Linked DNA regions of Rattus norvegicus: region 2 is linked to region 1. A link is a contact called in public Hi-C data. All regions are on one chromosome and are shown on one strand. Each heading gives the region's core, a stretch centred on a gene start, on an enhancer-like site or on the middle of the called end of the contact. The rest is flanking DNA. Distances are from core to core; before and after follow the strand shown.

Evidence for each region. Hi-C and Micro-C count contacts between places; a contact is called where the count stands out from the background.
Region 2: a Hi-C map of frontal cortex shows a contact between it and region 1, with 2.5 times the contacts expected there. The contact joins the enhancer-like site here to the promoter of Trim35 in region 1. A contact is called at or near these places in 2 of 12 Hi-C or Micro-C datasets (Schwann cells and frontal cortex).

Annotation. Positions count from the first base shown.
Region 1 is chr15:44,667,728-44,673,891 of GRCr8, reverse strand. Trim35 (tripartite motif-containing 35) reads right to left here and starts at 4,613. Exons shown (of 6, transcript NM_001025142.2): 1 at 4,130-4,613. The coding sequence starts at 4,606. It overlaps Mir6320 (microRNA 6320), which reads left to right and starts at 5,160; the gene lies at 5,160-5,280.
Region 2 is chr15:45,177,412-45,184,252 of GRCr8, reverse strand. It overlaps Dpysl2 (dihydropyrimidinase-like 2), which reads left to right. Exons shown (of 14, transcript NM_001105717.2): 14 at 694-3,212. The coding sequence ends at 785. Among named protein-coding and RNA genes, the nearest start is that of Dpysl2, 68 kb to the left of the region's middle. Within about 2 kb of position 4,777, at least 34 of the 93 cell types and tissues checked have an H3K27ac peak or open chromatin away from gene starts, as enhancers often do.

The DNA of each region.
Region 1 (6,164 bases), core at 3,364-5,863:
AATGTCAGATTCCTTGGAACTAGAGTTTCAGACTGTTGTAAGCGGCCGTGTGGGTGCCGGGAACAAGACTCAGGTCCTCTCTAAGGGCAACTAGTGCTCTTAACTGCCAAGCATCTCTCCAGCCCTTCAGTGCTTTTAAACTCTTAATTGTTGCCGCTAAGCTGGGAAGACACACTTTTGAGTTTTAAGTTGGTTCTGCCTACCTTTTGTATTCAAGGCCTATTAACTTCTCTCCACTTTTATCCTTTCCTCTCTATACTCCATAAATGAGTTAGAGACTTCTTCAGAAACAAATCCAATGCTAATTATAATGGTGACCTCTGTCCACTGAGTACTCACTCTGCCCCAGAGTCTGCACTCATCCGCACACCATGGGTTGTTCATCACATTATCTCTCACCAGTGCACACTCGAGAGTCCACTCCAGAGAAGGGAATCTGAAGTGCATAGGGGAAGGACCCTGCTCTCTCCAAGAGTGTGGTGAACCTCCATTTGGATGGCTAGCCAGGTTGCTGCTTGGAAATAAACAGAAAATTGACCTAATAGTTCTTTGCCAAGGATAAAGATTTAATTTCACCAATGCAAACAACCTCAAACTAATGTCCCAGCTAGAATTACACTGATTTTAGTTTTACTGAGATGCAGTATATCAACTTCTTGGTCACTGCTTGTACGAGGAACTTTGTCCATGCACTCATAAGCAATAACACATCTAAGCCATCCTGCTGGGATACTTTTCCCTTTGAGAAGAAACGTGGGGTTGGGGAGGTGAGTCAGCCGGTAAAGTGTGTGTTATCCAAGTAAGAGAAGCTCAGGTCTGGTCCTGAGCACCCACACACCTGTAAGCTCTCTCAGCTCTGCATCCCTGGAATTCAATGGCCAAACCTAGCTCAAATAGAACTTCAAATCTAGTGTGAGGCCCAGTGTTGAAATGGGGGGAGAGAGAGAGAGAGGGAGAGAGAGAGAGAGGGAGAGAGAGACAGACAGACAGACAGACAGACAGACAGACAGACAGACACAGACAGACAGAGAGGAAAGAAGGACAGGCTGCCACTACCTCTGCCCACCTCCAGCCTATGCAGACATACACAAACCACGCCCTCATAAACACACACACACACACACACACACACACACACACACACACACACACACACACACACACACACAATGTGTATCTATCCAAACCTGTGAACACTGTACTTGAGAGACTTCCTAAAGTCCCTCTGAGCATTTAGGGTCTTTCTTGAGCTCTGGATTGATCCACTATGACATGTTCCAAAATCTTGTCAGCCCTCCTTCCATCAGGTCCCACTGTGTTAGGACAAAGTCCCAGCTCATTAACATCCCCCTCAGTGCCCTATGAGTGGGTCTGCCCTGCAGTAGTGATAGAAAAGCCAACACGCACCACCTTTATTACTTTTGCAGGCCGCAAACCACAAACCCAACAGGATGACTAAAGAAAGGAATTCTTCATTTTGCTGTTTTGAAAGTATCAGCTGGGTCCCTCACTGGGGTGGGATTAGAGGTGGTGGAACAGAGGTGGGCAAGAAGCAGAGAAAGGAGCTTACACAGTCTCCAAGAACGGTTACCACAAACCACCTTCCTCAAGTCAGGCCCTACCTCCTAACTTACCACCTCCTAAGGAGGCCACCACGTGATGAACCTGTGAAAGGGTTTACTGACAGGAAGACTGCAGACACTGGAGAAGTTGTACTGTGCTGCCACCAAGATTAGCCGTCATACAGCTCCAGGATTTCTGTGGGCATTAAAGTCTGTTAATGCTTCAGGGCATCTAACACAGAGTAAGCAAGTCCTCAAAGATTATTGTTACTGGATTATCAACATGGAGGCCAAAGGGATCTTTCTAAGCACCCACCTCTGGGATTCCTGAGGGTACCCAGCAGGGACAATCTCACCATTCTTACCTGGTAGTGGGTCGTCCTATGCTGCCTGCTTTCTCAACAATCCACATCCATCATTTTATCTAATGACTGCCTCACCAACTCCTCTGAAATGTCAACTTCTGTAAACAGTGTTGTTTGGTTTCTGTTGCCACGACAACCAAAAGCAACTCTGGGAAGAAAGGGTCTATTACAGCTCATAGTTCCTAGTCATACACCACCACTGAGGGGTGTCAGGGCAGGAAATCAAGCAAGAACTAATGCAGAAACTATGAAAATAATGGACAAATGCTGTCCATCAGACAGCTCCTCTGATTGGTGTGGGAGGGCCCAGTACACACACTGCTCTTACACTATCCAGGACCAATGAACTGGGCCCTCCCACATCAATCATCAATCTAGACAAATCTCTCTGATTGGCTGATCTATTCTGGGCAACCCCCTCTACTGAAACTCCCTCAGATAACCGAGATAAAATTAACTAGAACAGAGGGTCTGACTGCCTTATGTATGGTTTTAAGCAGCCAGAATACCTAGGACAGAGTGTAAGAATCAAAGGGGTCCTCAGTATGTTTATTTCACAAATAAATAAATGAATAGGGCACAGTGCCTCTGGCTGAGCACACAGTGTGAGAACTCCTGGGATCTTTCAGATTGGCCCACCCCCTGCTCTTTAAGACTCACTCACACGGACCACCCACTGGCCTCACACCACCATTCTAAAATGAAGAATGAGACTTTGGCTTCCTGGCTTCACCTGGTGTCCAAAGCTTTCTCTCTTCTAGAACCTTCTATATGCTGCTGCATCTTCTTGCAACCCCCCCCCACCCCCAGCCTCCTTCACCTGGTTAATGTCTCTAGGTTCTTGAGACTTTTGCTAGAAGCTCCCAGAGAGTGGCAATTATTAACATTGCCTTACTTCTAGTGTTCCTGAGGCCTTCCAATACAAGGAACCCAGCAAGAATAGAAAGAAGGCAGTCAGTCTCCAGGCCCGTGCTCTCTCGGGCCTTCAGCTGATGCTTTAACCCGTTCTGAGGACATACCACCCATGCCAATCTGTACCTTTGCTAGCCCCAGGGGATTCGAACCAGGACCCAAGCCCATGGCTGTCTCCTGCAGCTATGCCAAATAGAGATCTAGCACATCAGCCAGTGAATGAGGGAACAGGAGGCACTGTGGACCGCTGCTGAGCCAATAGGACGGATGACTGTCAGAACATGTGTGTACATGGTAGCCATCTGCTCCGCCTCCACTCTATATGGAGCTGCCATCAACTCTGCTGAGATTCCAAAAAGGCATTTCACAAAGTGGAGAAAGGGCGTCTGAAGATGTGCACCCCGGGCTCTTGCAGGATCTCCTCTTCACCATGTCAGGCTTCCTAGCAGCTGACCCTGGGCCCTCCCAACTGTGGTTCTGACCCATGAATTAGCAGCTAATGAAACAAATTTAGCTGTTCCAGTACATTCCTGACTTTAAAAGAGCTTTTCTCTTCTAAAACAAGACATTGCCAGAGTAAAATGGACATTTCAGAAACCCTTAAAAAAAAATTAAGTCGATATGCCAGGATGGGTGTTATGTAAAGCAATGGAGCATGCATTTCTAAGCGATTAGGCCGAATAGTTATCGAAAATGTCTGACCTCGTGTACTAAAACAATTTTTTTTCTGTTTTAGAACAAAGACCTTTTCACTGGGTCTGGTGCCACAGGCCTGTTAATCTCAGCCACTCACAAGGCTGAGGTAAGCAAAGAAAAGTTCAAGGCCTGCCTGGCTAATTTAGGAGCTTGGCTCAAAATCAAAACTAGGCTTGGGGTGCAGCTGCGAGGTAAAGTACTCGCCTAGCTAGATTTCCTGCAGAACCGACACCCACCCTTCCCCGCCATGCTAGTTCTGTCGTGTCAGCTGCTTTTGGTTTAATTATAGCCACTGGAACTCCAGATATTTGGATACTAAAAAAGTAATCGGAGTAAAGCAGCAGGCCAGCGCCAAAGGCCTTTCTTATGGCTCTGTAACCCGTGGGGGCACTGCTGGGCTGGGGAAATCTCAAGGCTTTAGGTTCTGGCCTTTTCCATTTCTAAACTGACCGCGCCAAGCCCGAATGTCTGAAAACCGTACCACTCCAGCATTGTTCAGACGGGCCTGGATAGGGGGCAAGATGGTTGCTAGGCCCGGGTGAAGGGAGGGGTAGCGGGGGGGGGGTCTCTAGGGCGGGCTGGCGCGGTGCTCACCCGGAAGTCCTGCGCAGTGTCCTTGATGGGTTGCACACGATGCTCCTGGTGCCGGGCGTCGGCTTGACAGGCACAGCACAACAGCTCCTTGTCCTCCACGCAGAAGAGCGTGAGCGGGGCACGGTGCGCGCGGCAGGGGCGCGGGGACCGGCGACCGGTCCAGCGCGCGCCCTCGGCCTCCTCGCGCAGCAAGGTCTCCACCAGGTTGTTGAGCGTGTGGTTGGTGCGCAGCTCCCCGGGCACCGCTCGTTCCTTGCACACCGGGCACGAGGGCGTCGTCTGCACCTCCCAGCAGCCGCTCACGCACCGGCGGCAGAAGTTGTGGCCACAGCGCAGAGTCACTGCGTCGCGGAACGGGTCGTAGCACACGGCACACAGCAGCTCCTCTTTGAAGGAGCGCGAAGGCCCGGGGGACACAGAGGGGCCTGGCTCCATCGCAGGAGCAGCAGCCGTCACCACCGATGCAGCCGCCTTCATGCCTAGCCTGAGGGCGTTGTCCCCGCAGAAGAGCGGGGAGCTAAGGTGCCTCCAGCCAATCACGAATGTTTTTTGAGGGCTCGGACCCGCCCACTTCCGGTCTGCGCGGGGTCTCCCGGAGGAGGTGTGGTTCCTGGTCTCCACCAGCTCCGAAGCAATCCATTTAGATCCAGCGCGGAAGGATCTGTCGTCCCACCGAAGTGTGGGATTTCCGTTGTGAAATAGGAAGTGAAGCCAAGGGCCGCCATCCTTAAGCAATTCCCGAAATCTCAGACTCCTAGTATAGATGATTAGGGACGTTCATGTTTTAACTCCTTAGCTCCCTAGGTGGGATCCGAACCTGAGTCCAAAGCAGTAGCTGGGTCATGCAGCACTGGGAATGTTTTCTCAAAACCCTCACATAGGTTGTCCTCTGACTTTGGTCGAGTTTACTGCTGCCTCGAGGTAGCAGGAAGACCTGAGGAGATGCGATTCTGGGCTTGTGGTTGGATAAATGAGTTCCTGTGTAAAATGGTAGTAAAATGGGGCGTGAGAGTGAAATAAATATGGAAGCATGCCCGTGGCATCAGGCCCAAGTGCTGAGATTACAAGGCAGTTAAAGCCAGGATGAGAAAGTCGTGCTGAACATGCTTGTAATCTCAGCACTTGGGAGGCTAAGGCAGGAGGATCAAGAGTTCGAGACCAGCCTGGGTTACACAGGGACACTTTTAAAAAAAAATCCAGGCTGGATACTTGCCAAGAAAGGCAAGCTGAATGTTTCCAGCTGCCCATTACAATTTGATATTTGTAGCTTTCCGCTGTTGTCTTCTCCCAAGCATACACACTAAGCAAGGAGCTGCAGATTCCAAAACTCCTTGGTATCATAGGAAGCATATAATTTTTTTTTAAAATATTGCACGAGATAAACAATTACTAGGTGCTAAATCAGAAGGTAGTGTTTGGGTCTGTTTTCTATTCCTCTTGCTAGAACAGCAGACAAGATGGTTTATAAAGAATAGATTCCAGAGCAGGGACGTTTGAGAGCCGGGTGTGCCAGCCTTCCTGCTGCATCATGATGAGACAGAGAATACCACATGGCCAGACAGGCAAGTGTACCAGCTCAGATCTCACTTCCTCTTAGAAAGCCACTGATGATGTTATGAGAGCTCATGCTAATTTTGTCAACTTTCCACAAGCTGAAGTCATTTGGAGAGAGAGAACCTGAAGGGAGAAAATATCTTATGGAGGAAACCATCCATAAGATGGTTCTGTGGAGAACCCGTGGGAGGCTTGATTGATGTGGGTAGGCCTAGTCCACCATGATCTGTGTCCCTATCCCAACCCCCAGGGCAGGTGGTTCTAGAGTGTATGAAGAAGCAATCTAAGCAAGCCATGAGGAGCAAACCAGAAAGCAGCACCCCTCCATGGAGTCTTCTTCAGTTCCTGCTTTGAGGTTCCCTGCCTTGGTGTCCCTCAACAGACCGTGATCCAGGACATGTAAGCCAAATAAATCCTTTCCTCACTAGAGTGCTTTTGGCCATGGTTTCTATCACAGGAATAGAAAGTAAACAGAGATGGG
Region 2 (6,841 bases), core at 3,528-6,027, 510 kb before region 1:
TTGTTGGGGACCCAAGTTTGTTCCCAGCCCCCATGTCAGCCAGCTTACAACCACTTGGAACTCTAGCTCCAGGGGATTTAGCGCCCTCTTCTGGACTCCGCAGGCACTGCACTTATGTGTATAACTTCCCCGCACTCATACATGTAAATACACATAATTAAAAATAGAAATAAAATCTTAAAAAGCCAGCATGCCATGCATCTGTGTTTCATATGCATATGACACAGTCTTGGAGGGGATTTGATACAGGATTTTTAGTACCTCAAGTTTGACTACAGTTAGTCATATCAGGTCAAGTGTGGAATCTTCCACTGGTCACATCCTGTCAACCCTAAAATAGTTGTAGAGTTTAGAGCATTCTGGGTTTGGGAATTTCAGGTCTGGGATTCTTTACCTGAACCATCCATACTCCTCCTGAGTGAGAGGCATGTGTCAGAAAAGCCATATTCACTAGTACTTTGCATCAAATTTATACTTGCCCAGGGAGAGATGACCTGTAGGCTGCAGGCAGGTCCTCCTACTTCCTGTAGTTTGAACTTACCGTAGTTAGTGAGGTTTGGAGAAAGGGGTGGGGATATGTGTGCTTGGCTCAGCTTTTCCCCCAGGAGTGTTCCTGGGCTTACCGCAAGAGTCTGATTTTATTTCTGAAGACCCTCACACTCTTTTTTTTTTTGTCTCTTCCCTCTTCTCTAGGTGCTCAGATTGACGACAACATTCCCCGCCGCACCACCCAGCGCATTGTGGCACCCCCTGGTGGCCGCGCCAACATCACCAGCCTGGGCTAAAGCTCCTAGGCCTGCAGGCCACGTGGGGATGGGGGATGGGACACCTGAGGACATTCTGAGACTTCCTTCCTTCCAATTTTTTTTTCCTTTTTTTGAGAGAGCCTGTGATAGTTGCTGTGGGCAGCCAGTTCCTGGGGCTTCCTCTTGGGCCCCCTGCACTCGGTCTCCCCTGGAGTTTCTGAATTCGCTCACCCAAGTCCCTACACAGTCATGAACACCACACCCAAGCCCAGCCACCCACCCCACACTGAGCTGCATCCAACATGCAGACATGCGCCACCATGCAGATCCCAGCAAGGGTGCCCTTATCACATCCTTGGCTGTGCAGTCAGCACCTTCCTGTCACGGGGAAGATTTAGTGAATTACCCTGAGCTGCCTTCTTTTCTTTTGAAAAATTTTTAAAAATGGTTTTCTTTGTGGGACTGGGGAGGGATGGGGGGGTGGGAGTGTTTTTTTTTTTAATACTAAATTGAAAGTCTGATTCAATATTAATCCTTGGGTCTTGAACTGGACATCCTAATGATGCAATTACTTAACCATTAAGCTGATTCCGAGGCTGGCAGGCTACCGCCGCCCCTCTGGAAAGGTTCCATGTGTCTGTATCACCCATCCCTTACTCTTCCGGGTCAGCTGTTGAGAAGAGACTGGTTTTCTTCTTTGGCCTAGATTTTGCAACAGATTAGACCTTTTGAAGGTTCTCTACCATTTTTCTGTGTCTCCGGTCTGTTCTGGCTTTTTCTTCTGCACTCTTGGAGAGATTTAGATGTTGGTCTCCTGGTTTGTGTTTCTTCGAGACAATGTGCTTTTTTCCCTGGCTTTTTGTTTGTTCTCAAAGCCAGGCATCTGAATTTGGCCTCAGACACAGCCTGAGCGGACCCTAGTTTTGACCCCCACTCCATAGTTTTGTGCTAGCCTGGTGTCTGTTTAAGATTGGTGCTAGCTGATTCCCGTCACTAGGAGGTGGCTGAGCTTGAGGCTTGCCAGACACAGGGATGGTCCTGATTATGTCACCAATATTGTCACATGTGGGCCCAGAATAGAGTCACTTGTGGTGGAAAGAGATGGGGGGAAGAATTAGACTGTAGGAGTAACAGTCTCCAGTTAAATCTGTAAACCCAGTTCCCAAGCTCACATGAGACAACCAAACTGGGACCAGTCTCTCTGTGGAGGAGCCCTGCCCAGCCTTCGCCAGGAAGCGTTTTTGGGGATTCTAGAATGTTGGGATTTCTCATTGTGTGAGTGTGGTGGTCGGAGGAACATTTTCTTTACAGTTTTTTTTTCAAAAGGTCTAACATGATGGGGGAAGGCTTTGCAAAGGTAGAAATCTTTGGGATAATTAGACTTCAAGTCTTTTTACAAGAGGGGCAACCCTATTTTAGGAAATAATATGTTGTGGGAAGAAAACTATACAAATGGAACCGCATGACCCGCTTTAGAGATCATGTCGCCTCTTAGAGACCATGTCACCTCATATCTATCACCCTTCCTCTTCCTGTTATAGTGACAGGCTTTCACTAGCTGGCTTCTTTCTGTATTTGCTGATGTCTGTCATACTCCTTTCCAGATGTGTTTACAGGTCCCTGTAAGCAGTGTTAGGTCTGTAGGCTTTTATGAATCCAATCTGCTTGTGTAAAACAGAGCATCAAAAATTAGCGATACTTTGAGTGTCCACACATTTTGTCTTTGGGGTTAAGGGTCGGTATTTTGGGTTTGTTGTTAATTTTCATTGTTATAAAGGTAAATTGCACTTTTAAAAATTGGTTGACTTAATATATTTGCTCTTTTTTTTCTTACCTGCGCTTAGAGAGGAAATTTGAACATTGGAAAACACATTTTTTTATTTTATTTTATTTTTTATTTTTTTTTTGGTTCATTCCTTTGGATTTTGAGAAACTTGCAGCTCTTCAGTATTCACTCCCGATGTTTCTTGTACGGGGCCGCGGGCCTCTTGGTTGTTTTCGAGCATTTTCTTAAAAAAAAAGAAACAAGACAAACACAACAGTTTTAAACCGGAAGATTTCCGCAGTCCGTGTAAGCATGTTTACCTGTTGGTTTGCTTTCTGTGTCTGTGAAATGAATGTCATGTGTAAATGCTAACCTAAGGCAACAGCGTCTCAGAACTGAGTGACTGCAGTGACTTGATGCTCTACATCATTGTAGAATTTACTGCTAGACGGTTTTAACCCTTGAACCTGTGATTGTGACCCACGAGGGGGGACCTTTCAGTGCTAAAGCTGATCATGTGTGTAGCCAGAAAGGTACTTCTTTCTTTTTTCTTTTTCAAATTTTTGTTTTATATTTTGTAACCACTGTCTTAATGGCAAGATAATTATGGTAAAATACAAGTCTCGTGTTTATTATTCCTTAAGAAGTCTGTGTTATATGACCACGGAACACCCAATAAAGCAGAGTGTGGTTGTTTCAGAGGTGTGTCTATATTCCTACAGTGTGTCAGCTTCCCCTCTGAAGTGATGCCTGGGGAAGCCCTAGCTTGGGTTAGCCTTGGACTGTGGACCAGCCCAGGAGTGCTCACCCCCATGCCACAGGTTCCTATGGGTATCCTGGCTACGGGATGATGTCTTAGTCCAGGAGATGCCAGACCTGGGGGATATAAGGGTAATGGAGACTGAGGATCAGTGTCTTAAAACCCCATCCCAGCAAAGCCACCAGGAGGGCCAAGCCAAATTTGAGCCTGGGGTTCGAGTGGGACCACATGGGGCAAGGTTGGGTTTCAGTGGAGATGATGGGCTTGCTTCTCACATGTTTACCCTGGGAAATCGTCTGACTATGTGGGTGCAGGGGAGAAAAGAGATTGTCGAGAGTGTCCTGACACTTCCGTGGAGGTTCTGTCAAAACCGGTACCCTCAGCTCAGGGCGAAGGATGCTGGTGGGGGTGAGAGTCATGCTGGGTTTCTGGGTATCAGTTTGCAGATCCTTCCTTTGGGTGGTATTGGTTTGAATGAAGAAGGTGTGTGGTTTGGGCACCCTGTGTCTATCATATGTTAGGACTGGTTTAACCCCAACTTCACAACATCTGATCATTATCACACTATTTATTATTGTCTAAACTTTATATGAGGCAACATGCAGAATTACATAGGCCTAGCCTGGTGGTTCACTGGGGCAAATGCCAAACACTCAGGAGGCTGAGGCAAAACTGGGTGACATAATAAGATCATCCCTTTAGAAAAAAAAAACAGTGAAAAGAAAAAGATGATGTCATCATTAGAGCAAGAAAGTGCAAGAAGCCCCAGTGGCTTAGGCCAAGAGATACCTGCTTGGATCCTTTACACCCCTCAGCATGATCTACTATGGCCAGTTACAACATTGACCCTGGGTAAGGGTGAAATAAAAGAGACTGGATTCAGAAGGAAAGGCCTGGGCTCCTCTGGGAACCATAATGCAGAGTGTAGGACTGGCTTTGTGATCAAGAAAGTCAAATGTATGTGGGAAAGGGGAGCACGAACTCTTCCTCAGCCATGAGGAACCTGTGGGAGAACAACAAAGATCTCGGGTCCATCCCATCATCCCCTAGACTCCATCCATACCAAGAAGGGCCGGTGCACCCTGTAGCTTACAAGTCTACAGTCCCCTCAACCTTTTGGAGGTCGGTTTTTGCAGGATAGACTCCAGAGAGGCCCATGCAGGCACTGGGAGTTGGATCTACTTGAGCAGGGACTTAAAGTGATCCAGGTACCCTAGTTTGAAGTCCATGCTCTGACTGGTAGTGTCTGATCCACTATCTCCTATTAACGCCTCTTGAATGGCACAAGGTGAGCTGGAGGAGGCTGAGTCTGAAGGTGGACCAGGTAGCTGGTGGGATGGTTAAGTCCAGCCAGCTATGTTACTATTGGTATATTTTAGCCTAGACACATGCATGAAAGCCCAAGGAAGCCAGAAGGGCAAAGTTAGGAATGTCTGGGGCATGCCTTGCTTGGAAGACATGCTTAAGTCTCACACTGCCCTGAGCAGAAGGCTCCATCCTCAGGCAAGGTTCTGTAGCATGCATTCTGTTAGAAGAGCAAGGCTGCCTCTTCTCCCTTCGGCTGTGATGAGATCCCCTCTATGACGCTACTGAGCAGGAGTTGTTTAGGAAACATAGCTCTTCGTATGGGATCTGGCAATGATTTCCTGGCTCACTCCTTTGCTTTCCTTGCCCTTTGGGGAAGCACAAGTCAGGAGAGAAGTATGGATGCAGCAGAGAGGTGCAAAGGGACACCAGGAAAGCCCAGCAACAGTGTCCCCAATGCCTCTCCTAAAAACTAAGCATCAAGAAATGATTGGTAGTCATACAAGGTCTTTGGTAGATTGCAGAGACTGTTGGAGATGGTATCCATTGTTTCCAGACAATCTGTTGGTTAAAGTCACAAGGCTGACAGCTAACATTCTCTATGACACACCAGAGAGTGCTGTCACTGTGCTGTGTAAGAGCTTTGTGCCCATTAACTGACCTAATCTTTGTAAAAAATCATGAAGAAGGTGCCATTGTGCTGGCAAATAGATGAGGAGGTACAGCTCAGAGTCAAGTCAGTGTGTGCGTGTGTGTGTGTGTGTGTGTGTGTGTGTGTGTGTATATATATTCATGTAATATAAGATGGTTATTACTAATAATATATTTATACAATATATTATATTGTATAATAATTATTAATATTATAATGTATAATATATTTATAATTTAATATTGCAAAAATGCCCAAGAAGGCCAGAAGAAGGTATCAGATCCCTTGGAACTAAAGTTACAGTTGATTGTGAGTCACCATGCAGGAGGTGCTGGGAGCCATACCTGGGTCCTCTGTAAGAACAACAAGTTCTCTTAACCACTTAACCACTGAGCCATCTCTCCACTCTTCAAATACATTTGCTTTTTGGAAGCACTGTTTCCCTAGGTATCTCAGCCTAGCCTTGAACCCATGATTCTTCTTCCTCAGTTTCCTAGATGCTGAAATTACAGGCACATGGCATTCCATCGAATCCAGAACCTGTACAGAAAAGAAAATTGGAAAATGCAGACTGGATTTTCTAGATGTAAAGCCTCAGAAGTGACTCATTGAGAGAGAGAGAGAGAGAGAGAGAGAGAGAGAGAGAGAGAGAGAGAGAGAGAGAGAGAGAGAAGAGAGAACGCAATATAAAGTGATAAAGTGGTCAATGGAACAGATCCATAATAATACGGAAAACACACCCCTCTGGCTACCCTTCCGAGAAGCACTCAAGGAGGGAAAGGCTGCATCATAATGCACAGAGCGAGCAACAGGTGTATCTCCAATCGCCATTAACCAGGATCTCTTCTGAGAATGTTCCTGCTTGGAAGGGTTGGGGTGAGAGGGTGGAGAGCATCCTGCGTGTCATCCAGTGTGAGGAAAACATGGGCCAGCATAGAGTGTGTAGGATGACCATACCGTACACATTCACACATATGTAGATGCTAGTTAAGAGACCAGACAGTGTGTGCTACACACAAAAGTCCAGGGAAAGGGCGGTCTAGGAGATGATGAGAATTGTCAGTAAAGTAGTGTTTTGAAGATGTCCAGTTTCATAAAGACGCTTTGGGAAAAAGTGTGTTGGGATGGTAGGAAAGGACCGATGTATGTATATACACAAGTTACACGTAATTAATTCTTACCAGAACCTTGGGCTGTAAGTAAAATAATGTCTGTGAGAATTCTTCGCAAAAACAATCTTTTGAAAAGGGCAAAGTGACCTAGATACTAAATGCATTGTTAGTGGATTAAGCCTTGGTACCAGGATAAGGCTGGTGCCATGGGGTGACAGATGAGGGGAGCTATGAGCACTGGGAAAGGGCTGGGGTCAGAGGGTGTCAGACAAATGGAGCTCTGAGAACCAGGAGGGGGTTGGAACCCCCTGAGTGACAGACAAGGAAAGCCCTGAGCACTGGGAGAGAGCCAGTGCCTACAGGAGGTAAAAGATGATGAGGGCCCAGAGCTCCAGGGTTTTCCTGAAGCTGGAGGAAGCCCAGCTTTAGCTCAAGGCTACACTCAGTTTGAGGGCTCATGAGAGGAACACTGTAAGGGCTGAGGAAGAGCAAGCGCCAGGG